Regions from separate parts of the Mus musculus genome. Here regions 1, 2, 3, 5 and 6 are each linked to region 4. A link is a contact called in public ChIA-PET, HiChIP or PLAC-seq and promoter capture Hi-C data. All regions are on one chromosome and are shown on one strand. Each heading gives the region's core, a stretch centred on a gene start, on an enhancer-like site or on the middle of the called end of the contact. The rest is flanking DNA. Distances are from core to core; before and after follow the strand shown.

What was found. Promoter capture Hi-C pulls out the DNA fragments that hold promoters and counts their contacts. ChIA-PET counts read pairs in DNA pulled down with a chosen protein or histone mark. HiChIP or PLAC-seq counts read pairs in DNA pulled down with a chosen protein or histone mark.
Region 1: a promoter capture Hi-C map of pre-B cells shows a contact between it and region 4. The contact joins the enhancer-like site here to the promoter of Phlpp1 in region 4. A contact is called at or near these places in 6 of 39 promoter capture datasets (3T3-L1-derived adipocytes, the C10 cell line, fetal liver and 2 more), 1 of 484 Hi-C or Micro-C datasets (the G1E-ER4 cell line) and 1 of 115 datasets of contacts at active chromatin or transcription factors (stem cell-derived neural progenitor cells).
Region 2: a contact with region 4 is called in an H3K27ac HiChIP or PLAC-seq map of regulatory T cell precursor, with 7 times the contacts expected there. The contact joins the enhancer-like site here to the promoter of Phlpp1 in region 4. A contact is called at or near these places in 2 of 484 Hi-C or Micro-C datasets (olfactory sensory neurons and pro-B cells) and 3 of 115 datasets of contacts at active chromatin or transcription factors (memory CD8 T cells, regulatory T cell precursor and thymic regulatory T cells).
Region 3: a contact with region 4 is called in a promoter capture Hi-C map of pre-B cells. The contact joins the promoter of Pign here to the promoter of Phlpp1 in region 4. A contact is called at or near these places in 21 of 39 promoter capture datasets (the 3T3-L1 cell line, 3T3-L1-derived adipocytes, the C10 cell line and 15 more), 1 of 15 datasets of contacts at CTCF or cohesin (the NIH/3T3 cell line), 39 of 484 Hi-C or Micro-C datasets (B cells, the Ba/F3 cell line, CD4 T cells and 24 more), 9 of 115 datasets of contacts at active chromatin or transcription factors (the NIH/3T3 cell line, astrocytes, effector CD8 T cells and 5 more) and 2 of 9 other capture datasets (adipose tissue and liver).
Region 5: a FOXA1 HiChIP or PLAC-seq map of pancreatic cancer cells shows a contact between it and region 4. The contact joins the enhancer-like site here to the promoter of Phlpp1 in region 4. A contact is called at or near these places in 1 of 39 promoter capture datasets (liver), 2 of 484 Hi-C or Micro-C datasets (muscle stem cells and pro-B cells), 3 of 115 datasets of contacts at active chromatin or transcription factors (memory CD8 T cells, pancreatic cancer cells and thymic regulatory T cells) and 2 of 9 other capture datasets (adipose tissue and liver).
Region 6: an RNA polymerase II ChIA-PET map of memory CD8 T cells shows a contact between it and region 4, with 104 read pairs. The contact joins the enhancer-like site here to the promoter of Phlpp1 in region 4. A contact is called at or near these places in 6 of 484 Hi-C or Micro-C datasets (CD4 T cells, CD8 T cells, the HL-1 cell line and 3 more) and 2 of 115 datasets of contacts at active chromatin or transcription factors (memory CD8 T cells and pancreatic cancer cells).

The regions. Positions count from the first base shown.
Region 1 is chr1:105,744,822-105,748,693 of GRCm38.p6, forward strand. It overlaps Relch (RAB11 binding and LisH domain, coiled-coil and HEAT repeat containing), which reads left to right. Exons shown (of 29, transcript NM_173187.4): 26 at 1,248-1,364. Among named protein-coding and RNA genes, the nearest start is that of Tnfrsf11a, 34 kb to the right of the region's middle. Within about 2 kb of position 2,605, at least 36 of the 459 cell types and tissues checked have an H3K27ac peak or open chromatin away from gene starts, as enhancers often do. A contact at or near this core is called in pre-B cells, where this site is marked.
Region 2 is chr1:106,599,147-106,602,905 of GRCm38.p6, forward strand. All of the region lies in intron 1 of Bcl2 (B cell leukemia/lymphoma 2), which reads right to left. Among named protein-coding and RNA genes, the nearest start is that of Gm37053, 14 kb to the right of the region's middle. Within about 2 kb of position 2,330, at least 47 of the 459 cell types and tissues checked have an H3K27ac peak or open chromatin away from gene starts, as enhancers often do. A contact at or near this core is called in memory CD8 T cells, regulatory T cell precursor and thymic regulatory T cells, where this site is marked.
Region 3 is chr1:105,661,281-105,665,203 of GRCm38.p6, forward strand. It overlaps Pign (phosphatidylinositol glycan anchor biosynthesis, class N), which reads right to left and starts at 2,396. Exons shown (of 31, transcript NM_013784.3): 1 at 2,220-2,396. It overlaps Relch (RAB11 binding and LisH domain, coiled-coil and HEAT repeat containing), which reads left to right and starts at 2,581. Exons shown (of 29, transcript NM_173187.4): 1 at 2,581-3,353. The coding sequence starts at 2,828.
Region 4 is chr1:106,169,328-106,173,492 of GRCm38.p6, forward strand. It overlaps Phlpp1 (PH domain and leucine rich repeat protein phosphatase 1), which reads left to right and starts at 2,542. Exons shown (of 17, transcript NM_133821.3): 1 at 2,542-4,120. The coding sequence starts at 2,677. Gm20753 (predicted gene, 20753) reads right to left here and starts at 2,197. Exons shown (of 3, transcript NR_040630.1): 1 at 2,013-2,197.
Region 5 is chr1:106,627,770-106,631,740 of GRCm38.p6, forward strand. All of the region lies in intron 1 of Bcl2 (B cell leukemia/lymphoma 2), which reads right to left. Among named protein-coding and RNA genes, the nearest start is that of Gm37053, 15 kb to the left of the region's middle. Within about 2 kb of position 1,897, at least 188 of the 459 cell types and tissues checked have an H3K27ac peak or open chromatin away from gene starts, as enhancers often do. A contact at or near this core is called in adipose tissue, liver, muscle stem cells and 1 more, where this site is marked.
Region 6 is chr1:106,513,944-106,518,224 of GRCm38.p6, forward strand. No RefSeq gene overlaps it. Among named protein-coding and RNA genes, the nearest start is that of Gm41928, 7.6 kb to the right of the region's middle. Within about 2 kb of position 1,813, at least 85 of the 459 cell types and tissues checked have an H3K27ac peak or open chromatin away from gene starts, as enhancers often do. A contact at or near this core is called in CD8 T cells, memory CD8 T cells and uterus, where this site is marked.

The DNA of each region.
Region 1 (3,872 bases), core at 1,355-3,854, 420 kb before region 4:
AATCTGTAAATATGACTTACAGTGAAATCAAGCCCATATCAAAAACAATTCTATATTGTTAACTCTCCATATTTATAGTTAATCCTCCTGGTACTTAAAGAAAGAGTAGAAAAATTGGAATAACTAGATTATTTCTCAGTCTCTTCCTTAACTAACATTAGTTCTTTCAGTAGCCCTGTTATTTCCCAATTTTCCATTGAACTTTAGGTCTTGCATCTATTTGAAATTTTGTTTTGGGGTGTGTATCTGTGTGTGTGTGTGTGTTTGCCTGAATATATATCTACATGGAAGCCTGGTACCTGAGGAAGCCAGAAAGGAATATCAGATCCCCTGAAACTGGAATCAAAGATGATTGTGATCCACCATGTGGGTGCTAGGAACCAAACCCCAGCCCTTTGCCCAATAAGCACCAAGTGCTCTTGACCACAGAACAATTGCTATAGTCCCTTGCTTCTATTTCAAACATCAGTTGTTTTATCTAGAACAATTTTCAGCTACTTGTCAGGGCCACTAGGAGTGTGCCATCATACTTTGGAGGCTTTCTAAAGACCCATATAAATCTACTTTGGTTTGAGTTGGCTTCCTTTGGTTTCCATACTCTGCCTGTCCCTGAACTAATGACAGTCTCTTGCCTCAACCTCCAAACACTGGGATTCCAGTCCAGGTTTCAATCCCCAGCTTCAGATTCTCTTTCTAGATTTACTTCAGGTCCAAGCATTTAAAAATGTATAAATAAATAAATAAATTTCTTTGCTTTAGCTGTTGTATCTGCCTTAAGATCTTATTTGAAAGTCTCCTAAAATCTAAATTCTATGTATTTATTTTATTTGCTATTTTAAATCTTTGCCTAATCACACTTGAATAAAAGACTTCTTAGGTATTGTATCTTATTTTTCTTTCCCACTGAAGATGAATTTTAGAATTATTCCCACCCTGGTTATGTGTTATGCTGTGTTCCTAGACATAAATTTCCTTATAAAAGATTACCACTGCTGTGTGTCTTGGTTCATTTGTTTATCATTTTTTCCAAATGGGAGATTGGGAGGTGAGGTGAAATCACCTGTCCTCAGAACTAACTGGACAGTAGCTATAGTGATAAAACCTCTGAAGTGACAAATCACTTAACTTAGAAAAACATACATTCTAGCCTTATAAGAAAAGGCATAATTATACATTGTAAAGTATGAGAGTTGTGTATATGTGATTGTGATAAAATTTAACAATTTCTTTTTTCTTTCCCTTTTCAGTTGTTATACCACATTTACATAAATTAGCCTTGGTGAACAACTTACAAATTGTAGATTCGAAAAAACTGGACATTGCGACTCATCTTTTTGAAGCCTACAGTGCACTCTCCTGTTGTTGTATCCTTGCTGAGCTGAACTATATTTGCTGATATAACCCACTATAAACCAGTGTAAACCCACAGAAAACCCAGCTGTAAAAATTGAGTAGACTTTTTGGCAGTTTTGATTCAATTTTGCCACAGCTGTTTACCTATCTCATAAGTTTTTAAAGTTCTTTTTAGTCCTCTGTTTATATTTTATAAAAATTATAAAGCCCTGATGAGTTTCCTACCCTGAGCTTTACTATACAGTGAACAGTAAATGCAGGGCAGAATGAATCTAGGCTTTCATGTTCTGGTATTGGATTTTTCAATGAATGTTTAACTTAACCAGTGAGATTCTATGAATTTCTCTTAGAGAAATGTTACTCTCTGGAGAAGTTCAGGGCCAACATGGTAGTCATGTCTATTAACCAAACCGGGAGAAAATCAGTGGTCCATATCAACCACTAGACTATAAATGATTAAACCAAGGCTTAAAGACTATAGTGACAACTTCTGCTTTCCATAGTTAAAAGCAAAACTGAGCTGGAACAATGAGCTTCAACTGTTCTGTTGAATCTTCTGTCTATACTATGTTTAGTAAAGAAAAACTAGGAAGGAAGTGAAGATGGGCCAAGTGAACTCTAGTCTCTGACTCTCAATAAAAGGAGAGTTCAAGAAAAGGAAATAAGGGGTTGGGAAGGGTGGAGAGCTGAATTCTCAATAGAACCACAAAAGCAAATTCTAAGCAAGTAATTAGAGAATTACATCACAGAAAAAAAGAAAAGAAAAAGATTAAACTTCCTAGTGGTTCTCATAGAGAAAGTCAGGTGCCAGGAAGAGTTTCAGAATACTGCAGTTCTGTGTTATATGCCAGGTCACAGTCCTCACCAGAGGGAGCAGGTCATTTGAAATACGATAAGGATGTTCTCCTGATTCATCAGTGCTGGATTTTTTTTAACTCGAGTATAACCATGGACGGTTGCTTTTGTTCAGTCTATGGGACTGTTAATACTCAGGAAGCAGGGTCCACTGCTCTGGACTATTACAAGTCAGTAACTGAGGACTGATTACGCATGGTCTACCTATATGGACACCATCAGCCATGCTTCTTATAATGTAGATCATACAGTAAGCAGAGGTCTAATATTTTAGTTTGATAACTAAACTCTGTGTCCTTTATAAGTTCTTTTCCACTAAAAGCAGAAGTCACTGTCACTCCTGATTCATCTTGCTGGATTTTTCAACTTAGAGAAGATAGAGGAAACAGATGAGGAACTAATGTTGTGAGTTGGCAAGGAGGAATCTTTTATGAAGAAGTGACAGAACTCTGGTGAGAGAAATATGATGGTGTGAGAATTAGTAGCTCAGCTGTGAAAGGGTCCGTTAGAAGTTAAGCAAAAACTAGTGTAATTTAATTAGCTAATAGTTTATAAAGAAATATGCTTCAAGGAAAGGGAAAAGTATCTGGACAACTTTAGCTGTGTAAACCAGAATTTTAAATAAGAAAACCAATAGTTTCTAAAGAACATAGAAACTTATACAGAGAAAGTGTCAAGTATTTAAGTATGTATAAACTATTGCTGGGATAGATAAATAAAAAGCCCCTTGCCAGGACAAGAAGGGGAAGAAGAGCCATTTTAGAGTAGCTCCCATTCAGTCAAGTACTGGGTTTGTTGTGCATTACTCCAACCTTACTTGAGTCAAGACTATAGCTATTAAGAAAGTCTCATTGCCCAGGTCTGTTCCAAAGCTGATTAGAACAAAGCTTCCTTGCAGAACTGACATAGGAAAGTTACAGGTAACAATAGGCCTAATAGCAAATCAAATGTCATGACATGCTTGAAGGACCTTAAAAATGTTTAAGCTGGAGAGTAGATGGCTTAGGAGTGATGAGAAAATTTGACAAGGTGTGTGTGGCAAGGAGAGACGAATGAATGCAAGTTGGTGCGCATGGAGGACAGCAGTTAATGTTGGGTGGCAAGTACTTTAAAGGAAGTTACAGAGAAGGAAGGTCATATACTGTATATATAAGGGATAGAGACAGGTTTTACTAATAAAAAAAAACTTTATTACAGAGCTATCCAAACTGCAAGAGCATGTCTTATGAATCTCTAAATGTCTTCTTGGCAGTCAGAGGTGTTTAATCATTTACCACTGAGGTAGAGTTGCTTTTAATATAAGATAGGACTAAATGATAGGCACATTTTCAGTCCTTGAAAATTTGATTTTATGAGGAAAAGATAGTCCCAACAAGTGAGTTGAAAGAATAACTTCCCTATTTTCTGTAAGTCTGGCCATCTTGAGCCTCCGTGCCTGGGTTTCAGTATTTCACTTTCTGCTAATGCAAAGGTCACCGCTTACATCTTGGAGGTACTTTCCCAGTATCTAGAAAACAAGTCTGTACAGTAATTAAGCTGGAGCCCTCTGTATCATGTATATATTTAAATTATGCATGCAAATTGTACACAGTGACACAGCACAAGTGCATGTGGAAGTCAGAAGATAACTTTCCAGAGTTGGTTTTCTCCCACCTTCGTACTTG
Region 2 (3,759 bases), core at 1,080-3,579, 430 kb after region 4:
GGGTGGGTTTTCTGGCTTGAATTTCTCAGATTCTTGTATCTCAATTTTGTCCTGCACCTTACTTTCCCTTTAGAATTATAAACAAGAAATGTCACTATTTTAGCATCATGATCAGATATCTTTGACTGCATTTAGCCACCAGAAGTAGCAAATTTCCTTTGAACTTATCTTCTGCCCATATTTTGATTTCTTAGAACAGAAAATAGAATAGAATAGAATGTACTGGTGAGACAAAAATCATGTTTTCCTGAAACAGTAAGAAACCATGTCGTGTTGACACATGACTGTCAAACACTGTGTAGAAGCAGATTCCAGGGTCCTCAGGAGGATGCTGACATGGCTAGAACCTGCCCTTCAGTGTCCTTGTCACCTTCTCAGGCTGGATGTTCTCAGCTGCCTGTCCTACAATGGGCATTCTCAGAACACCCACTTCTCAAACCATTTTCCATGTTCCTGCTAGTGATGATTTTAGGACCAGTGTGACTCAAGAACTCCCAAGGTGGCTCTTGCTGTCATCTTCTGCTGTAGCCCTGCAACCCGGTGTCAACCACTGAGTTTTCAGGAGTGGCAGCTTTAGTGCAATAACATCTGGAGGTGTCAGACATGTCTACAGTTAGTTTTTTGTATCTTCACAGATAGCAATTCAGGGAGAATATCAAAGAGAAGGAAGGAGGTGGGAAGTAGGAAGGGAGGAGCAGAAGGAAAGAATAGAAGAAAATCTTTTGATAAGATAATGTAATATTCAACCTCCTATCCTTATGAATGTCAAATCATCATCAAATATTTTAAATGCAGATGAAAATCATTTTAATGAGACTGGAGAGGTGGGGTATATACCCAGGGAAAGCATTATTTTGTTGGCAAAGCAGATGGCGGGTAGAGGAGAAATATTAAACCAGGGAAAGCCTTGGGTTAAGCAAGGCTGTCCATTGGGTTGGGATTTTCTCCATGGAAAATCTTAAAGTGCTTAGTATAATATTGCTTCAAAGGTAGATTCCATTGGATCTTTTAGGTTATTTGGACTTTATTTTGTAAGAAGTTATGTTTGCTTTCGTAGCTCAATAAAGTAGCTGCAAGTCGAAGGAGAGAACTCAGGTGCTGTAAGAAGAGGGCTTTAAGTCACTAGGAGAGAGTGTGTGTGCTAACAAAAGGAAGGCCAGACAAAGCAAGGCAGCCACGTACTCATACCCACCACACACACACACTCCACATACACACCTACACACACACATACATACACACAAGCACACACACATACTCACACACTACATAATCACTCATACTATAACACACTATACACACATCCTACACATGCCCATACTACACATAAATGTATACACTAAACCTGCATCACACACATCTCCACACATACCCTCTACACTTACACTACAACACATTACACACATCCTACACATACCTACAATATGCACAAATGTATATACTATACACATATCACACACCCTCACACATAAACATACTACGCACACACTGCCATAGTCCACACAAACACTACACACACTCACACTGCAACACACTACAATCACCCCCTATACAGATCCACACTGCACACAAATGTACACATTACATACACATCACACATACAGTCACATACTCTAGTCATACACACCACACATCTCACACACACACACACATCACACACACAGACACACACACACACACCTTTGAAGTAGGCAGAACCACACCTAAGCTTTAAGGATTCTGAGCGTCTGAACACACACATCTTACTGTTTTCAGACTCTTCCTGTTTTGTTTGCTGGAGTTTATTTTTGCCTTCACTCTGCAGAAAGCCTCACAGATAGGCTGGGTGATTTTGTTGTGTAGAAACCTCACCTCCTTAAATTCTCAGAATGCAGGCAGACACCACTACCGGTGTTCTTAGAGTTAGAGTCACACAACTCCTCGCACCAAACAGCAAAACCAAACCCACACTGCGTTAGGATCCCTGCCTTTATTTCCATGCAGCTTTTTCTTTATGACACAGGAAACCAGATAGGAGGCACCAGTGAAGATACCAAACAGTGGGCTACTAAAATGTTCTCTGCAACACGTATAGCAGTTAAGTGACAGATTCATCCTCAAAGGTATGATATCATCTGACCCTTTACAAACCTTGCATCAGACAGGAAGATTCTAGACACTTTTGTCACTTGTTAAAATTGATTCGGGACAATAAATTCTGACAAACATAATTTTTAAGGGACTTATAAAAATGTATTCTCATCTTTCTCGGTAGCATGATAGCCAAAGGCTAAAAATGACAGAGATAGGATGTTGAGTCACGTGATGGCTGTCATATAAGACTGGGGAGCTTGCTGCAAGGTGTGCCTGGATGGACCAGGCATCTTCTGTTAGCTGCACAAAGAACTGGTGCCGCAGAGGAGAACACTCAGAGGGGTAAGGGCTGTTCTTTCTGAAGATCTTTGGTTCCACTGCTACACTGATACCCAGTTGACTACAGTATACTAACAGACCATTGTTAGCTTCATGCAGAATTTTCTTTCCCAAGCTGCTTACATCTTGAGCATGTAACAAGTTATTGTAAGAAAAGCCTACATTTTCATCCAACACTGACATTAAGACTTACTTAATATAACTAGAATGTTTGGAAACTCAGATTCCCGAAAGTCAGTTGAACCTCACAAACCTCTCTATGCCCACCACCCCAAAGATCTACATGGGTGAATGATAACCAATATATATATATATAACTGAATGAAAGAGACTATTACACATACTGTCAAAGAAGGCATGGCTTTGAAATAGGGTTTATTACACAGATAATTAAAGGCCAAGTGTGGTGCCATGTCCCTTTAATCCCAGGACTCTGGATACAGAGGCAGGTGGATCTCTGAGTGTAAGGTCAGCCAGCGCTACATTCAACAACAACCACAAATTTATTTAGTTGGTTAGTTGGCTTTCTGCTACTCTAACGAATGCCACAAATAAATGAATTTAGTTAGGAGGGAAGGTTTATTTTAGCCCATAGTTCTTTGGCCCATTTCTTTGGAACTGTGGCATCTCAGTACTCTATATGAAGGGAGGTCTGTTCACCTATGGTGATGAGGAAACAAGGAAATGAAGAGGATCCATTAGGGGTTCCAATATCCTATCCAAGGACACATCCCACCGACATATCTTCCTCATACTATATACCCCAAATTCTAAAGGTCTTACCATCTCCCAATAGTGCCACAGGCTGGTGACCAAGCCTTCAACTCGGGCTTTGAGCGGGGGAGGGATCACTATATCAGCATATTCCCTCACTTAATGGATCAAATGCTGACTGCGTAAGTCTATAAAAGCTAGCTTTACTAGAATTCACAGCCTGGTTGTGGAGAAGACACCCTGAGACCATAACTAAACTGTTTGAGTCTCAGTTTACTTGTATGTGAAATAGAGAGACTTGGCAAATCATTTCCAAAGTTACTTTCAGCCCCATCATTCTATGACTAAATATTAATGTGGGCTCTGCCCTGTAAAAGACACTCTGCTAGATGCCATGCAGCAAACGAACAAGCAGAGACACGATCCAAACCGTGCCTCTTCCTGTTTATGGTGTCATTGCTTGGCTGCATTTCCAAACGGCCATCATAGCTACTTTGATTTGGTCTCAAGTTTCTCTTTAAATGTATGCCTCTCTTTGATGTTTAGAGATTCTTAGTCAAGTGGAGCTTGTGCCTATTTGAGTGAGCTCTGCCAGTCCGTCCCTATCTTTACCTTTGCCTTGCATTTCCTCTG
Region 3 (3,923 bases), core at 1,146-3,645, 510 kb before region 4:
TTTTGTATGTCAACTTGACATAGGCTGCAGTTATCACAGAGAAAAGAGCTTCAGTTGAGGAAATGCCTCCATAAGATCCAGCTGTGGGGCATTTTCTCAATTAATGATCAAGGGGGAAGGCCCCTTGTGGGTGGGACGATCTCTGGGCTGTTTGTCTTGGGTTCTATAAGAGAGCAGGCTGAGCAAGCCAGGGGAAGCAAGCCAGTAAAGAACATCCCTCCATGGTCTCTGCATCAGCTCCTGCTTTCTGACCTGCTTGAGTTCCAGTCCTGACTTCCTTTGGTGATAAACAGCAATGTGGAAGTGTAAGGCGAATAAACCCTCTCCTCCCTAACTTGCTTCTTGGTCATGATGTTTGTGCAGGAATAGAAACCCTAACTAAGACACTGACCACACTAACATTTGCTGCCAACCAGCTACCAGGCACTGTGGCAAGAACATTCACAATTCTATGTACTTTCATTATCTCTCTGGGCAGATGAATGTAAGAGAAGATGGGAGAATTTAGGTCCAAACATTTTCAACGTCTCACAATAAATGATATGTATATGATGTGCCCTTCTATTATTTTAAGAGCAGTTTTCCTCAGGCACCCTAAAAGTATATTTCTAAGCATCGCCATTACAAAGAAGAAGAAAATACACATTTCTGCTCATGTTTTTCCCATGCCATTCACTAATCCTCCATTCCAAAATTTGGTTACATTTTTAATCTCTTTGACAATATCAAAGTTAGAACTGATACCCCCTTTTGCTAAGAAATGTGAAACATTAAAATATTGCTCATTCTATACTATTGCCATGTTACTGAGGATTTTTTTCCAGATTCATTAATAAATAGCACAGTACAGCATTTAGTCCAACGAATTGGAAGCTAAAAGTCTTATTTAAAAAAAAATCCTTACTACTAACACTATTTTTAAATTGCTTCACAATGTAGCAAGGGTCTTTATGGTCTTTTACTATTTGGGCTAACTTTCTCCCCATCTCCCGGTCTCCTATGCTCATTTAAACCACCCACCCCAACCTCCAGTATTCCCCCTCCCACCTTCATATCACATGTAACATACTTTAAAAGCTCCTGTTAAAAAGCCCAAATAATAACTATATAGTAATACCAACCAAAGAAAGCATTTCAGAGCCTCATTCAAATGAAATTTTAGTTTCCTGTGAGACTGATTAAACTGAAATTAAAACCTACACTTAACTGCTGGGATACTTTACATGTAAACCGGTAACCAGACCTGAGGTCATATAACAATGCTCTATTTTTATTTTCCACAAAGATAAAGGAGATACTTCATTATATATATCAGAGCAGATGGTTAGCACTGTTGGCTATTTATTTTGTTGTCTGTTAGGACCTGGTGTTAATAAGAACTTAATTCTAAAACCAGGAAAAAGTGGCATTCTATGTTTAACAAAATAGAAGATATGAGGGCTAGGAGTCTAATAGCGACAGGGAAACTTCTTATCACCTCAAACTACAATCAAGGAATAGCATAAAGGATAAATGATATTCCAAACCTACGAGTATAGTTATGTGCTAAATGTTTCATAAAGGCCATCAAATCTCTCTACAGAGTACAATTTTTTAAATCGCTAAAATTTGATTGATCCATAAAGAAAACCTCGATTCTAGCCTAAATGGACTTAGCAAGGTTTCAGGGGATTGTGGAAAAGAATGGTTTTGGACAAAAGATAGGTGATACTTGTTCCAACGAATGTGTCCTAGTGCAGTGGACATGACCAGGCCACTGAAGCGGCCCAGACAACTTAGTTGTACTGAAGAGATAGCGCTGATAGTTTGAAAAGTTCCTTTGATGTAAAGTGTATGTTAATTTCCATGGGTTTACATATTACTTAGTTTGTCGTCCAAGACCAGGCTGTTCACAGATGAGTGTAAAGGCATCTCGAAACTCAAATGTTGCAACTTCCGTCCAGGCTCTATCTGCACCCTTCAGCTTTCTAAGTCCTATTCCCGGACGGAGGGGGCGGGAAGGCGCCCTCCTTAACCACAAGGAGGCCATGCCGTCGCCAGATCTCCAGGGGAGAGAGCAGATGGCTGGGAAACTAGGGAAGAGCAAAGAAGCCAGATTCTGACCGCTGCTCAGAGCACTTGCTATCTGGGCGGTGACAGCAAACAGCGACAAAAAACTGAAGCGTGAAGGGAGAAGCGGGCGTGGGAACACCTTAAGTGCAAGGGTCCCGGGACTTTACCTGAGAACTATCCGGCTCAGGCCCAGTCTTGGGAACGGGACCTCCTCAGAACGAAGGCAGGACCCAGGGCGGTGAAAGATGTCGGGAGGGTTCCCTTCAACCCTCAAAAACCACAGCCAAATCGTACCCCTCAGCGACCTCCACCTCTACTGCTCCAGGGAACGCCCCCAACCTGCCCCAGGCCTTCGCTGCTCTCGCGATAACTCTCTGGCCAGGTCCTGTAACTCCAGCCAATCCTCGAGAGCTTGTGGGCGGGGTCTTATGTTTGAGCCTGGAGCGGTTCCTTCGATCTTGCCACTCCAAGGCCAGAGGTGGGTGGGGCTGAGGCGGGGACGGGGCGGGGCGAAGATGGGACCAAGCCAGTTCTCGCGAGACTAGGGACCAGGAAGACGCCTGCAGAGTCGGCTACTGGTGCAGCAGCGGCTGAGACGGGAGGTGCTGCTGCATACCGGGCTCCTGCCTCCCAGTCCGGCCTAGGCTCTAGGTGAGGAGAGGTGCGGTCGGCCTGGGCTGCCTAGGTGGTCGGCGGCTCTCGGGACCTAACGGGGATTCAGGCTGAGGGCCTGTCGGGCCAAGCAGGGAAGCACCCACATTCCTGACAGAATAAGATGGCGGCGATGGCGCCCGGAGGTGGTGGCAGTGGTAGCGGAGTAAATCCTTTCCTCAGTGATTCGGATGAGGACGACGACGAGGTAGCGGCAACCGAGGACCGGCGGGCAGGACTTCGGCTGGGTGCCGGGGTCGGCCTAGATCCTGGTTCTGCAGGCTCCCTGTCGCCACAGGACCCCATGGCCCTGGGAAGCAGCGCGCGGCCGGGGCTCGCTGTGGAGATGTCCGCCGCCCCGGCGGCTCCGGGGGGCAGCGGGGAGACCCCTGCCCGATTGTCAATCGATGCCATCGCCGCTCAGCTGTTGCGCGATCAATACTTGCTGACCGCCCTGGAGCTGCACACCGAGCTGTTGGAGAGCGGCCGCGAGCTACCACGACTGCGCGATTACTTCTCCAATCCTGGCAACTTCGAGAGGCAGAGTGGGACCCCCCCAGGGATGGGGGCGCCCGGGATCCCTGGCGCCTCCATCGTCGGAGGCGCTGGAGGTCGGGAACCGAGTACGACGTCGGGCGGAGGACAGCTCAGTAAGTAGGCGTCGCCTGTCACACCTGCAGATGGGGGATTAGAGTTGGAGTGCAGCTGAAGGGGATTGTGGGCGGGTACTGAGTCTAGGGTCGTCTTGAGAAGGGAGAGTATGTTGAGTGAGATGCGAGGTGTCCTGTGTACTGCAAACAGAAAGATCCTGCTGTAGCTCTTCTTTGCATTGGTTTCCGATCTTTGGCAGGTGTTGTACAGCTCCTGGCTCCCCGTTGGTGTTGGGACCTATAACATCAGGGTTTCCAGTTTATTGAGTATTATGGCACTCTAGAAAGCTTCCTTATTGCCTGGGCATTTTTCTCTAGGCAGTTTTCCTTTTTTCCCCAGGCTGTTGAATCACACTACGAGGAAATAAAATGTTTCTTAGTAATTCTTTGACTCAAGAAAAAGAACAAACAGGAAATGTCAGCCCTCTGTACTGAAGTTCAATCCACTGAAGATCTTTTGTCTTTGCTTTTCCATTATTTTGTATCATTAATATATGCTAATAAAAAGAAGGAAATGAGATGTGTCTGCTTCATAGAATGTTTTCTGTTTGAAATCAGTTTCACTACCCC
Region 4 (4,165 bases), core at 1,292-3,791:
ACTGCAGAGCTCTGTTTTATCTGGTATTACAAAGACAGTCTACTCCTTCAGAAATTCTCGTTTTCTTTCTTTCCTTTCACATTCTTGTTTAGTCACTTCCTGAAGGTTCGGGATCACACTGTGGGTCTTTCTTGCCATTCTGCTATCCCTGCCAGTGGGATTCCTGAGAAGTACGCGATAGGTTGTCTTTTATATTACAGATTCCATGTGTGAAATCTGGCATAATTGCATTTTAATACCTGCTTTAAAATATTTTCCTGAAAATTTATTTATATGTACAGGAGTTTTGTCTGTACATGTATCTGTGCACCACATACACACAGTGTTCACAGAAGCTAGGCTAAAGAATGGGATTCCCTGGAACTGGAGTTAGACAGTTGTGAAATACCATGTGGTGCAGGGACTTGAAGCTGGGTCCTCTTGCTCTTAGCTGCTGAGACATTTCTCCAGCTCCAACACTTGTTCTTCTGTGTGGAGAAGATCTACTTTTTTCTTTATTTGGAGATAGTTACTTTTCCCATTGCTGTAACAAACACCTAACAAAAGGTTACTAAATACCCAAATAAAGAAAGACGTATTTGGCTCACAGTTTGAGGGCAGAGAACGTCAGGGCAGGGAGGGCAGCGTGGCAGGAGTTCCAGACAGCTGGGCACACTTTGTCAGTGCTCAGGGCACCTCACCCTCACACACATACCCCGTGTTTCCATGGTGATTCTAAATTCAGTCCAATTGGATCTAATCAAGTGTCTGTCCACCGCCCTAACAGTGTTTGACAACTATTATCATAACTTCTTTTGTTTTGAGACAGGATGTCATCATGTAGACCAGGCTGGCATCAAATTCAGAGATCTGCTGTTCTCTGCCTTCTGAATGGCAGGATAAAGGCATCACCACTGAGACTTATAACTATAAATAAATGTATATGCATGTGTGTATAATATTCCCATAATAAATATTAGTCTTCTGGAACCCAAAGGTAAGGTACAGGATATCTTCATTATTATTATTACTATTATTCTTTGAGTTACTATGTAACTTTGGCTGGCCTGGAGCTTGCTCTGTAAAAGAGGCTAGTTTTGAGCTCATAAAGTTCTTCCTGTTTTAGTCTATCGAGTGTCAGGAAGAACTTAATTTAAAAAAATTATTATCATTATGTATAGGAATGATTTGCCTGGAATATGTCTATGCATTACATTGGAGCACTGTCTTCAGGGTGAGCTATTATATGGGTCTTCTTGAAGAGCAGCCCACGCTCTTAGCTGCTGAGCCCTCTAACTCCGGAAAAAGACTTTTAATTAGTGTCTACATCTGCAATGCCATCATGAGAGTGGCAACTCAATGACCAACGTTTATCAAATTATTTCAAATAGTTAATTGCCCTAAACCAGCTTGGTTCAACCAATAAAAAAATGTTTATAGATCATACAATGTAACAGTAAACACCCATACAACATAGGTAGAGCGTAGGTGGTGAGCAGTTTGTGGACGGAAGTATGGAGAACAGACTAGACTGGGAAACCTTGTCTCATTCACCCTTTCTACCCGGCCCCGAGTGCGGAAAGAAAAATCCAGAAAGAACCAAGAGAAAGCAAGTCTATCTCCTATCCCACTATGACTCCATTTTAATATTTCTTCCTTCGTCCACTGCTTTGTGTCGTTAAGCTTCTTTTAAGCTTAAAACCAACGGGATACAAGGCTCCAAGCAGGTCCTTAGCTATTTCTGTCCTAATAGGGGAGGGAGTAAATGGGTTTAATTTGAGTGCAAACACTGCTAGCTTTCATGGGCCTTGAAAAAAGTGCGGAAAAAGTCAGGAAGACGGGGCCAGCGATCCTGTGAACTGTGTATGTATTTTTGTCTCATACAAAGGCCTTACCTAGAGTTTAGAGTTCCTAAAAACTCTCAATTTCAATTAGCCAGGAAAATAAAACTCATCTGGCAAGCAGGAGAGGATCAAGTTAATGAAAAACGTTCACAGGACACAGAGTTCAACGGCAGAGGGCACAATACCCACCAACAAGGGCCAGAAGCTGGAGGAGAGGGTGGGCAGAATTTGATGATATCTGGGCCTTGTAGTTCGCTGTTGGTCTCTTCTGGGTATCCTCGACACGAAGATGAACTACAACCCCCACTGTGCAACGCGAGCCCCTCTCGCCACCTCTCCTCTATGGCGAGGACAAACCTCCTGGGAAACAGCTCCGCCCCACCCCCGTACGCACGCGTCACGTTTGTTTACCCTGAGGCCCCGCCCCCAGCCTCCCGCTCTCCGCAGAAATGTCGTCATGCTAACGATGCATATTCATGATCAACTCCGCCCCGCCACCGCCCGCCTTCCCGCGCTTCATTAATATTCATGAGGCGAGCTCGGGCCGCAGCTCCCGGGAGCTGAGGCTGTCCAGCAGCGGGCGGGGCCTGGCGCTGGGGAGCCCGCGACCCGCGGGGAGGGTGTGTGTGGGGGGGCGGTGGCGGCGAAACGGGCGGGCGGCGCGCGGGATGGAACACCGAGACACCGACGGAATGCTCCGGATCGCCACATAATCCTCTGGAGCGGCCGCGCCGAACGCCATCGGCGTCTCCGTTCTCTTCGCGCCGCCGCCGCCGCCGTCTCCCACCTTCGCCTCACCTCCTCCTCCTCCGCTGCCTCCGGAGCTGGGGGAGCGACGTGAAGCCCCGCTACGATGGAGCCCGCCGCTGCAGCCCCGGCACAGCGACTCGCGGACCCCACGGGTGAGGACCAAGCCCTGGCGGCGGCGGCGGCCGAGGGCGGCCGGTGTCCGGATCCCGCGCTGAGCGCGGCGGCCCCGAGCGGCGGGAACGGCGGCGCGGCGCGAGAGGAGGCCCCCTGCGAGGCGCCGCCGGGGCCGCTGCCCGGCCGCGCCGGAGGCACCGGGCGCAGGCGGCGGCGGGGAGCTCCCCAGCCCGCGGCCGGTGGGGCCGCTCCGGTGCCCGCGGCCGGCGGCGGCGCCAACTCGCTGCTGCTGAAGAGAGGGCGGCTGAAGAGGAATCTGTCGGCCGCCGCCGCCGCCTCGTCGTCCTCGTCGCCGTCCTCGGCGTCTTCGGCCGCTGGCGGCCTCCCGGCGTCCTGCTCGGCCTCGGCGTCGCTGTGCACCCGGAGCCTGGACAGGAAGACGCTGCTCCTGAAGCACCGGCAGCTGCTTCAGCTGCAGCCGTCGGACAGGGACTGGGTGAGGCACCAGCTCCAGCGGGGCTGTGTGCACGTCTTTGACCGCCACATGGCCTCGTCCTACCTGCGCCCAGTGCTCTGCACGCTGGACACCACGGCCGCCGAGGTGGCGGCCCGGCTTCTGCAGCTGGGCCACAAAGGCGGCGGGGTGGTGAAGGTGCTGGGCTACGGGCCGCCTCCCGCCGCCGCCCCTGCCGCCAGCGATCAGACCCTGGACGGAGAGCACGGAAGGGACGTGGAGCCACCGCCCTCGAGCGGCACTGTTGGTGCTGTCCGGGGCCCTGCGCGCGCGCCTCCCGCCGATCTGCCGCTGCCCGGGGGCGCCTGGACGCGCTGTGCACCCCGCATCAGCCCCGCGCCTTCGGACTCCAGCCCCGGAGAGCTGTTCGCGGGCGGCCCCGGGTCCCCTCCCCGCGCCCCGCGCCCGGCCTCTGACACCGAGAGCTTCAGCCTGAGCCCCAGCGCCGAGAGCGTGTCAGACCGGCTGGACCCCTACAGCAGCGGCGGCGGCGGCTCCTCGTCGTCGTCGGAGGAGTTAGAGGCTGATCCGGCCATGCCCCACCGCCCCGGCCGCCCCGCGCAGCCTCGGCCGCCTTCCCCGAAGACCTCGGCTTTACTGCAGCCGAAAGCCCCGACGGGCGTAGACAGCACTGGCGTGATAGCGGGCGAGGGTCCCGGAGACGATAAGGCGATGGCAGCCGCAGCTCCGGACGTTCCTCTGTCGACTTCGGGGAGGATACGGGAGACCGTGCAAAAGACATCTCCGCCCTCCCTGTATGTACAGCTCCATGGAGAGACTACCCGGCGCCTGGAGGCGGACGAGAAGCCATTGCAGATCCAAAATGACTACCTCTTCCAACTGGGATTTGGGGAGCTGTGGAGGGTGCAGGAGGAAGGCATGGACTCAGAGATTGGCTGTCTCATTCGATTCTATGCAGGTAAGGAAGTTGCCTGCATGTTTATGCATGGCTTCGAACCTTGGC
Region 5 (3,971 bases), core at 647-3,146, 460 kb after region 4:
GGAGTAGATATGCAGGTAGTTGCACATTATCTTACATGGATGCTGGAAACTATGCGTGCAGCAAATACTCTTAATTGCTGAGCTTCCTTGTTTTCAGGTGTGTGTGTGTGTGTGTGTGTGTGTGTGTGTGTGTGTGTGTGTGTGTGATTGGCTACCTTCAAATTTACTATGTAGCTGAGGGTGACCCTGAACTTCTGGTCTTCCTGTCTCTACTTTCCAAATGCTAGGATTAGAAGCATATAGTACACCAATAAATTTATTCATAGAATGTATAGATTGGGTCACTTAGTCCCCATAGAAGCATCCAGATGTAATTGTGGGTAAAATGCTCAGCTAGACTTTTTAAGCCAAGAGACCAGCAAAGCTATTCATAAAGTATGGACATATGCTTCATGCTAGCAGACACACACACACACACACACACACACACACACACACACACACACACACGTATATATATTTAACTCTGCCACAGAGAATTCACAGCTTTAGGAATGGCTACAGGTATACTACAGAATCCAGTTTTCCTAAGTTAAGACCCCCATGAGGTTCACATAAATGAATGTGAGAGTCACAAAAATTGGCAGCAGTGAATGATTTCTGTACATCCTATGACCCAATATTAATTCAAGATCAAATGGGAACTGAATCATAGCATTTTTGCAGTGTTCCTCTTTTGATCACACCACAGCTTCAGTTCTGAACTCCTGTGTTCTCAGCAGCAGGCATGCTGCAACACCATGCAATGTTAGAAGTACCTCAGCTTCAAGACCACTAGCTAAGAACACATTGTATACTCAATACTGTCTGCTTTTATAGAAATATTAATAGTTTAATTATGGAAAGCAAAGACTTTTAATATTTTTCTACCATTACTCCTCAGTATATTTTAGTTGTGTTATATTCAAGTGTTTGATTTGTAAATTGCTATTTGAATTGTTGATTGCATTTTTCAGAATAAATCAATCAGTAGAGGAGGAGGAAGAAGAAGAAGAAGAGGAGGAGGAGGAGGAGGAGGAGGAGGAGGAGGAGGAGGAGGAGGAATCCGCAGCAGCATACAGTGCACTCAGTTTACTGGTGAGTGAGGTCAGGGTCTTGTAAGGCCAGGCAAGCACAGCAGCCTCATCCCCAACCCAGCTCCCTGCATTGAACACTAGGGGGAGAGTCCTGGAGTCAGTGCAATCCTAGCCTCTGTTGTTGTGGGGAATTCCTTTTCCTTTTCTTTTAAAATCTGCAGCAGGAACTTCAGCATCTTCCATGTACACAGGGTGTATGTAAGTCTCACTCTCTGACTTGCCACTTTGCTCTTCAGTCCTCCATAAATACACAGATGCCCAGAAGTAGTGTTCATTAACCTGTTTAATCTCCATCAATGCCATCCCTCAGACCCCTAGCCTACCCTCTCTCCTGTTCCATCTTGGGTTGCCTATAGACTGTTCTAGAAGGAGGTCTAAGCCCCTGCCATCTTGAAGGAGAAGCCAGTAATGGGCTCCATCCCATTAGAGGAGTAAACATGCTGGCTGTGGGAGTGGTCTGGACCAGGAGCTTCTCCCCAAAGCAGTACCACATGCACATTTGAGGCTGCAAATAAGAAAGAATTTTCTGGCTGGAGGAACTGCTAAATAGCAGGGTGGGTAACCAAGGGAGGTCCCGGAATCTCCTCTCGAGATCTTTGAAACTAAGATACAATCTCCCATGTCTGCGATAATTTTTTGCAGTCCTGACTAGAGACAGATGGAGGAGGTGCCTCACAGAGACTCCTCCCTAGGCCTGTGATCTGCCTCTTGCCTTCAGTTTGGGCTAAGCTCCTGGGGAGTCGCTTCCCGGGGAAGCTCTGGGATGTAGAGCAGGCTTGTTTACATCAGCCTCTCTTCCTCACACCTCTTTCCTTGTTCTCAGATGGAAAGCTGGTCAAAGGTCAGGGTTGCCCAACTGCCCACACATAGTTTGGTAGTAGCATCAGACTCCGGCAAAACAGAGGGTTGATTCTAATGTCTGTGCATCTACCCCAAGCTCAGAACCTGGGTGAGAACAGAGACAATTAGCTTTTGCTAACAATCCATTCCAAATGAGAATATGATCCCGCTAATTGATTTTAAATAGATTTTTAAAAAGGATCCTTGGCCGTACTTCATCCTGAATACAACAGAGTTTCAAAAGTGTTCATTCCAGGGTTGGTTTCTTTCCCCCCTTTCTTCTGGCTTAAACCCCAAATGGCCAAGATCCCAGTCTGAATAAACAGTGTGGGTGGTGACTGTTCTGTGGGGCCCTGTAGAGGATGCAATCACTTTCCTTCTCTGCTCAGCATTAAATCATGTAAAAGTAGCTGGGGACTCCACCACCTCCTCACCAAGGAACCAAGGGGGCAGCTTAACGTGTATTCTTTGCCCAGGGAGGGATGGAGCAGGAAAGGATTTCTCCTAGCTGTGAGCATTTGATTATGCATAAAGTTCATTGACCTCACAGGCAGCTGTCAGATGATCTTGCTAAGGCCTGTGAATGGCATCCCAGGAATGCAGTGATGTGGGCAGAAACCCAGTGAGTTCATGCCACCAAGTGCTTTAAATGGGACAAATGAGTGGCTGACCAGAATGCCTCCAGTGGGAACAGAACCAGAGGATAATCAGTAATTCAATATCACCTAAGCATTGCTGGATCTTCAAAAGTGATCCCTGGAAATCAGAAACTCGGGACAACTCCCATAGGGTCCTGAGGGGGTTGGGAGGCATGGTAATGGGAGGCTGAGTGGGAAGCCAGTCTGCAGGGTTACTGCTGTAGCAGGCTGCAAATAAGGCACTTTCAGTATTCCCTCCCTTCTTAAAAGGTAATGCTTTCTGCCTTTCCTGCCACTGACACCAGAGGAAACCGAGGAAGCAATACATTCCTAAGGACGCTGTGGGGCTTGAAGGGGACAGTGGAGTCTCTGTTTATTTAGACAGTTTTGATATAATACAGCCCTACATGTGTATGCAGTAAGTATACCTACTTGTCAGTAAATGCCCTGAAATACTTTTTATGCAAAGTGGGCTGCTACATTCTCCTCTTTTTCATCCTATCTGGGGCAGCCTCTGCTCTACAGGCAACCGGGGTATGGAGTATGGGAAAGTGTTGGACCCAACTGGTCTCTGCTTCTGGGTAAAAGGAGACAGGGAGTTCCCATCAGTGCGGTCAGATGGTTAAGGGCTGGGGGGTCTCTGACTCTGGAGGAACTTGAACTACTTGGGCTTGGTGCTTCTTCAAACACTTCTGTTACCTTGTTGAGTATTTGATAGTTTCTTTCAGTAGCTTTCTCACCTAATGCACTCACTTTATCTATCAAAATATTATGCTTTGCATGGGTAAATACCTCACAGTCATATCTTAAGTCAAGACTGCATTGCATTAGCTCTGGTCCCTTTGGTACTATGAATATAAAGAATGAGCAGCTGGAATTTAGCCAACAATTTTGATATCCCACTGGAAGCAGAACAGAAGGAATCTTACTTATCTCACTTTTAAAGTAACCCGAAATTCTAAAGTCCTTTACCAAATAAACCACCTAAATTTGAATGTATGCTCTGTCTATATCCATGTCAACTTAGTGAAGTGTTCCAAAAGCACACGGTGGAGGCTGGGGATGGAGCTCAGTTGGCAGAGTGTTGCCTAGCATTCACAAACTCTTGGACTTGATACTCAGGATCAATTATATAAACTGAGTATGGTGTTATACACCTGCAATCCCAGAATTTCGGAGGCAGGAGGATCAGAGTTCATGGTCATCCTCAACTACAGAGTGAGTTGAGGTCAGCTTGGGAGATAGGTTTCCTGTCTCAAGAAATGAACTGAAGGAGGGAAAGCGTCAGGTAAACTCTGTGTTACGTGAAAACTAAAGAGAGATACATCCTCAAACAGGTTTTAGGTGAAAAGGCACATTCTAATCACAACAGCCTCAATCTGGACAGGGTTCCTTTCAGGTAGGAGGTGGTGACTGG
Region 6 (4,281 bases), core at 563-3,062, 340 kb after region 4:
ATAAACATTATCATGCATTAAATACTCATGCATGCTAAAAATAAAAAGTCATCTCAGCTCAGCGTTGTACATTAATCTGAGGCACTCAGAGGTAGTGTTTGTGAAATTGGAATGTCCTTCCTCTCCTGTCCTCCCCAGAGACAGAAAACAGAGGGAAGGAAGCCAGGCAAACATTAAACAACGTTGGCTGTGCTGGATCGTGTTTATGCCAGGAAAAAAAAAAAAAAAAAAAAAAAAAAAAACAGAATAAGATTGCATGATTTAAAGACTATTATGCCGCTGAAAGAACCTAAAAAATGAGCTGCTCTCTCTTTGGTACTTACTCCACACCCAGCTCTGTGAGAACAGTTTCGTGATGCTGTCAGTCCCATGACCACCCATGATGAGGTGTTTTGTACCATTGCCTTGATTTTAGACCTGAGAATGTGTGGCTTCTCCTACGTCTGTCAGAAGGGAGCCTCCCCAAGATGCAGCAAACCCAGCCAGTCAGCGAGGCACTGTGATGGTTCTTTGTCTGAGCTATTCTTCTCAACAAAGACATCAGACAATGACAAGCACAACAAAGACAATCCTGGTAGAGCAACAATGGGGCTGGGATGTAAAATGATGCACCCAGGCATTTCTGTGGGTCTCAGAAGTGAGGACCACTGTCAGTCAGCAGTTAGTTATGTAAGCCCTGAAGTCACAGCAGCCTTCCTCCCTCCAGGAAAGGCAGGCAGAAAGCTCTTCATCCAATAGGCTTAAGAAGGCAGGACAGAACCTTCCCATCCCCCTGAAACCCCATGGTAGCCCAGATAATTCAGTACTTGAATTTTTGTTAAACCTACTTCTCTTAATTATGTTTCTATTGCTGGGATAAACACCACAAATAAAAGCAGTTTTCGGAGGAAACCGGCTGATGGTCCATCATGAAGAGAACTCGGCACAGGAGCTCAAGGTAAGAACCTAGAATCAGGAACCGAAGCAGAGGCCATGAAGGAACATTGCTTACTGGCTTGTTTCCCATGGCTTGCTCGGCTCACTCTCTCTTATGTTTCACACCCACCTGCACAGGGGTGACACTGCCCCTACGAGGCTGGGCTCTCCCACATCAATCATTAATTAGGAAAATGGCTCACAGGCTTGCCTCCAGGCCAAGGTGATGAAAGCATCTTCTCACCCACGGTTCCTTCTTTCTAATGATGTCTAGATTAATGTCGGATTGACAAAAACCAACATGCACACTAGTAGACTTTTGGGGTGTTTACATTGCTTAGAACTAACTATTCATTTACCTGTTATTTGTTGATTGTCTCCACAGTCCAACCAGAGGCCATACTGTGGAGACATATGGTAAGGTCCTCAAATGACCCTGGGACACACACAGGTCCAAGTCAAGGCTATGGGAAGTATTATGAAGGCAACATGGATCCTGGCTGTCAAGGGCCACGTTCTTTCTGAGTTTAGGGTTCTGTTGGTAGTACAGAAGAAGCATGCCAGGGATTTAGGTCACATATTGAGAATCTTATGACTCTGAAGCCTACTTTGTTACTTCCTTCCATCTAAGTACTAGTTAGGCTCAACGCTGCCCAGCTTCCAAGCCCAGTATGTTCAGAGTGGCTGGGCTGCCCTAGACTTATAATGCTGGCTGGCTGTACAGTAAGCACAGCCTCTCTCACCTCTTGGTATTCCTGCATAGCCACCCCCTCCGTATCCCTGCACAGACCTCCCCTCCCCCCCCCGTCAGTATCCCTGCACAGCCTCCCCCACCCTCAGTATCCATGCCAACCCCAGAGATGAGTGATTTGCTCCAGTTTTGTCAGTTCAAACCACATCCTGCCCATTTCCACTTTCCACAACCGGCTCATGACACCGGTGACTCTAAGATGTGGCAGGCTTCTGGGCCAAGAAACAGCAGAGATCTGTTTCGCAGAAGTGAAAATCATCTAGTGGTCACCCATCAGGTAAGCTTTCCCTCCCCAAGTCCCCCATCTGCAGATGAGGCTGACACTCAGCCTGCGGTCACCAACTTAACCATAGCTTTCCCCTAAAGGAAAGTTAAGCCTGAGGCAGGAAGGTCAGTGGTGCACTCACGAAGGAGCTACACTCATCTGGTTCAAGGCCTGAAGCCAAGAATGTAGCCTCCCATAGTTGGTAAGGACACAAAGAGAGCATCTCTTCACTTTACAGATGGGGGTGGGGGGAGTTAGTTCAGGGGCCAGACTGATAGAGGCAGAAGCTAAGCTGGAACCTCAGTCAAGTTCACTCAAAGACAATCAGTTTGGCCCAGGTCTGTGAGTTATCATTGAACTGAGGAGTTAGGTGACCAAACGATGCATCTCATAGCTGGACACTGTCTATTAAAAGCCAGCAGAAGGGCAGTTACTAGTTTAGCAAACAGCACAGAAGTCATGCTTAAGGTGTTAGGTGATCAAGGACACCAATACAAATAAACATTTTAAGGCCGGGTAGGGTGGCACACACCTGGACGTCCTGGCAATGAGGAGGTGAGGACGGGAGGATCATGAGTTCAAAGGTAAAATGAGCCATCTATCAAAAGTGTACCTTTAAAAATCAAAATAGAAATCAGAATAAATAATTTGAAGGAATTTAACACTTGAAGTGGAAGAAAAAGAGGAGGATGGGGAGACAGAAAGCAGAAGAGGAGAGGCAGGAGATGACAAGATGCAACACTCAGGAGGTCATTCTGGGCTAAAGAGGTGGCTCAGTGGCTTTTCCAGAGGATTCAGGTTAGCTTCCCAGTACCCATGTCAGGTGGCCTCACAGCCAGCTCAAGTCCACAGACATGAGACCAGACACCCTCTTCTAGCCTCAGTAGACATCTGCATACATCTACAAATACCTTTATACTCTCTCTCTCTCTCTCTCTCTCTTTCTCTCTCTCTCTCTCTCACACACACACACACACACACACACACACACACACACAGACAATTTACAATTTTTAAATAAATAAGTCAATTAAAAAGTTGTCAAAGAAGTCATCATGAAAAATAGACCTTTGAAGAATTCTTAATCCTATGATTTGAAGGAGGCGGGTGCTAGGAATGAAACTCATGGCCTTGTCCATGTTAGGCAAAAGCTCTACCACTGAGCAGTTGTTCAGCCCCTTTGCAATTGTTAAATGCATTCGAGCAAGCACTGCCATCTTCTGAATGTTCCGGGAAGAAAACCAATCAATAGTTTGGAAGAACTGTAGCCTCAATCAAGCTTGGGATGTTGGAATCCACAAGACCAGGGATGACCTAGATGGCCAAATGGTCTCCAAATATACAGCCATGACCCCTTGTCCAACAGGCAGTCCAGGCTGGTGAACATACAGGGCCTGTCTCTATGCACACTGACCACAATAAATATTGATTTTCACCAGTGCTGGGTTTCCTTATCTTTCAAGGGTGTGATATGGCCCCTAACTGCTTAACTTATTAACTTGGCTTTCCATTCCCATTGAAAAGCAGAGGACAAAGCAGAACTGTAAGGGGCATGCTTGAGTGTGTGTGCACATGCATGTGTGTATGTAGATGCCTGCATGTGTTATGTGTTTGTGTGCATGTGTTGTGTGTTTGTGTTCATGTGTTGTGTGTTTCGGTGTGCATGTGAGTGTTGTGTGTGTTCATGGCCTCTCAGTGGTATCTTGAGAGTTTAACTTGGACATGGAAGGGCCTCCTACAGAAAACTGCTGTAGGAACTCATTCCATTTAAGTACATAACCTGCAAACATCCTATACCAAGTTGGGCCTGGCCCTGAGCCTGGGCTAATTTCAGCTCCATTGTGGGGAGACCAGCTCTGCCGTCGGTTTAACTGCCAGCCCAGATAAGCAGCAGTGTGCTGAGAACCATAGGTTGCACAACCAACCACTGTGCCAACCTAGGGAAAAAAGACTCTGCAGTCCCTTCGGTCACAAATGGATTTCATTTCTGCCTCCGTCTACTCCTCTCCCTGTCCTATTTTTAGTGCTCAAGTTGGTTTTAGTTAGGCTCTGGTTGGTATGGAGGGGAGGGTGGTGGGTACTGTTCCCCCTCTAGGCATGCAGGCATCAGCCTGGTATCTGCCCCCTGGCTTCCTTTCAGAGGCCAGGATGTGCAGAGTGGTTACACACTCCTGCCAGGGCTGGGTGCCCACGAAAGCCAAGGCCTTGCCCATTTGTGATGAGCAGATGAGCGGTGGGGCAGTGAAACCAGTGCAGAGGCAGCAGGCTCATAAAGAAGAGGAGAATATTTCCACCAACAGCTTCATCCCTAAAATCACCATGCTCAGCTCCCCAGTCAGGTCCTCATGTG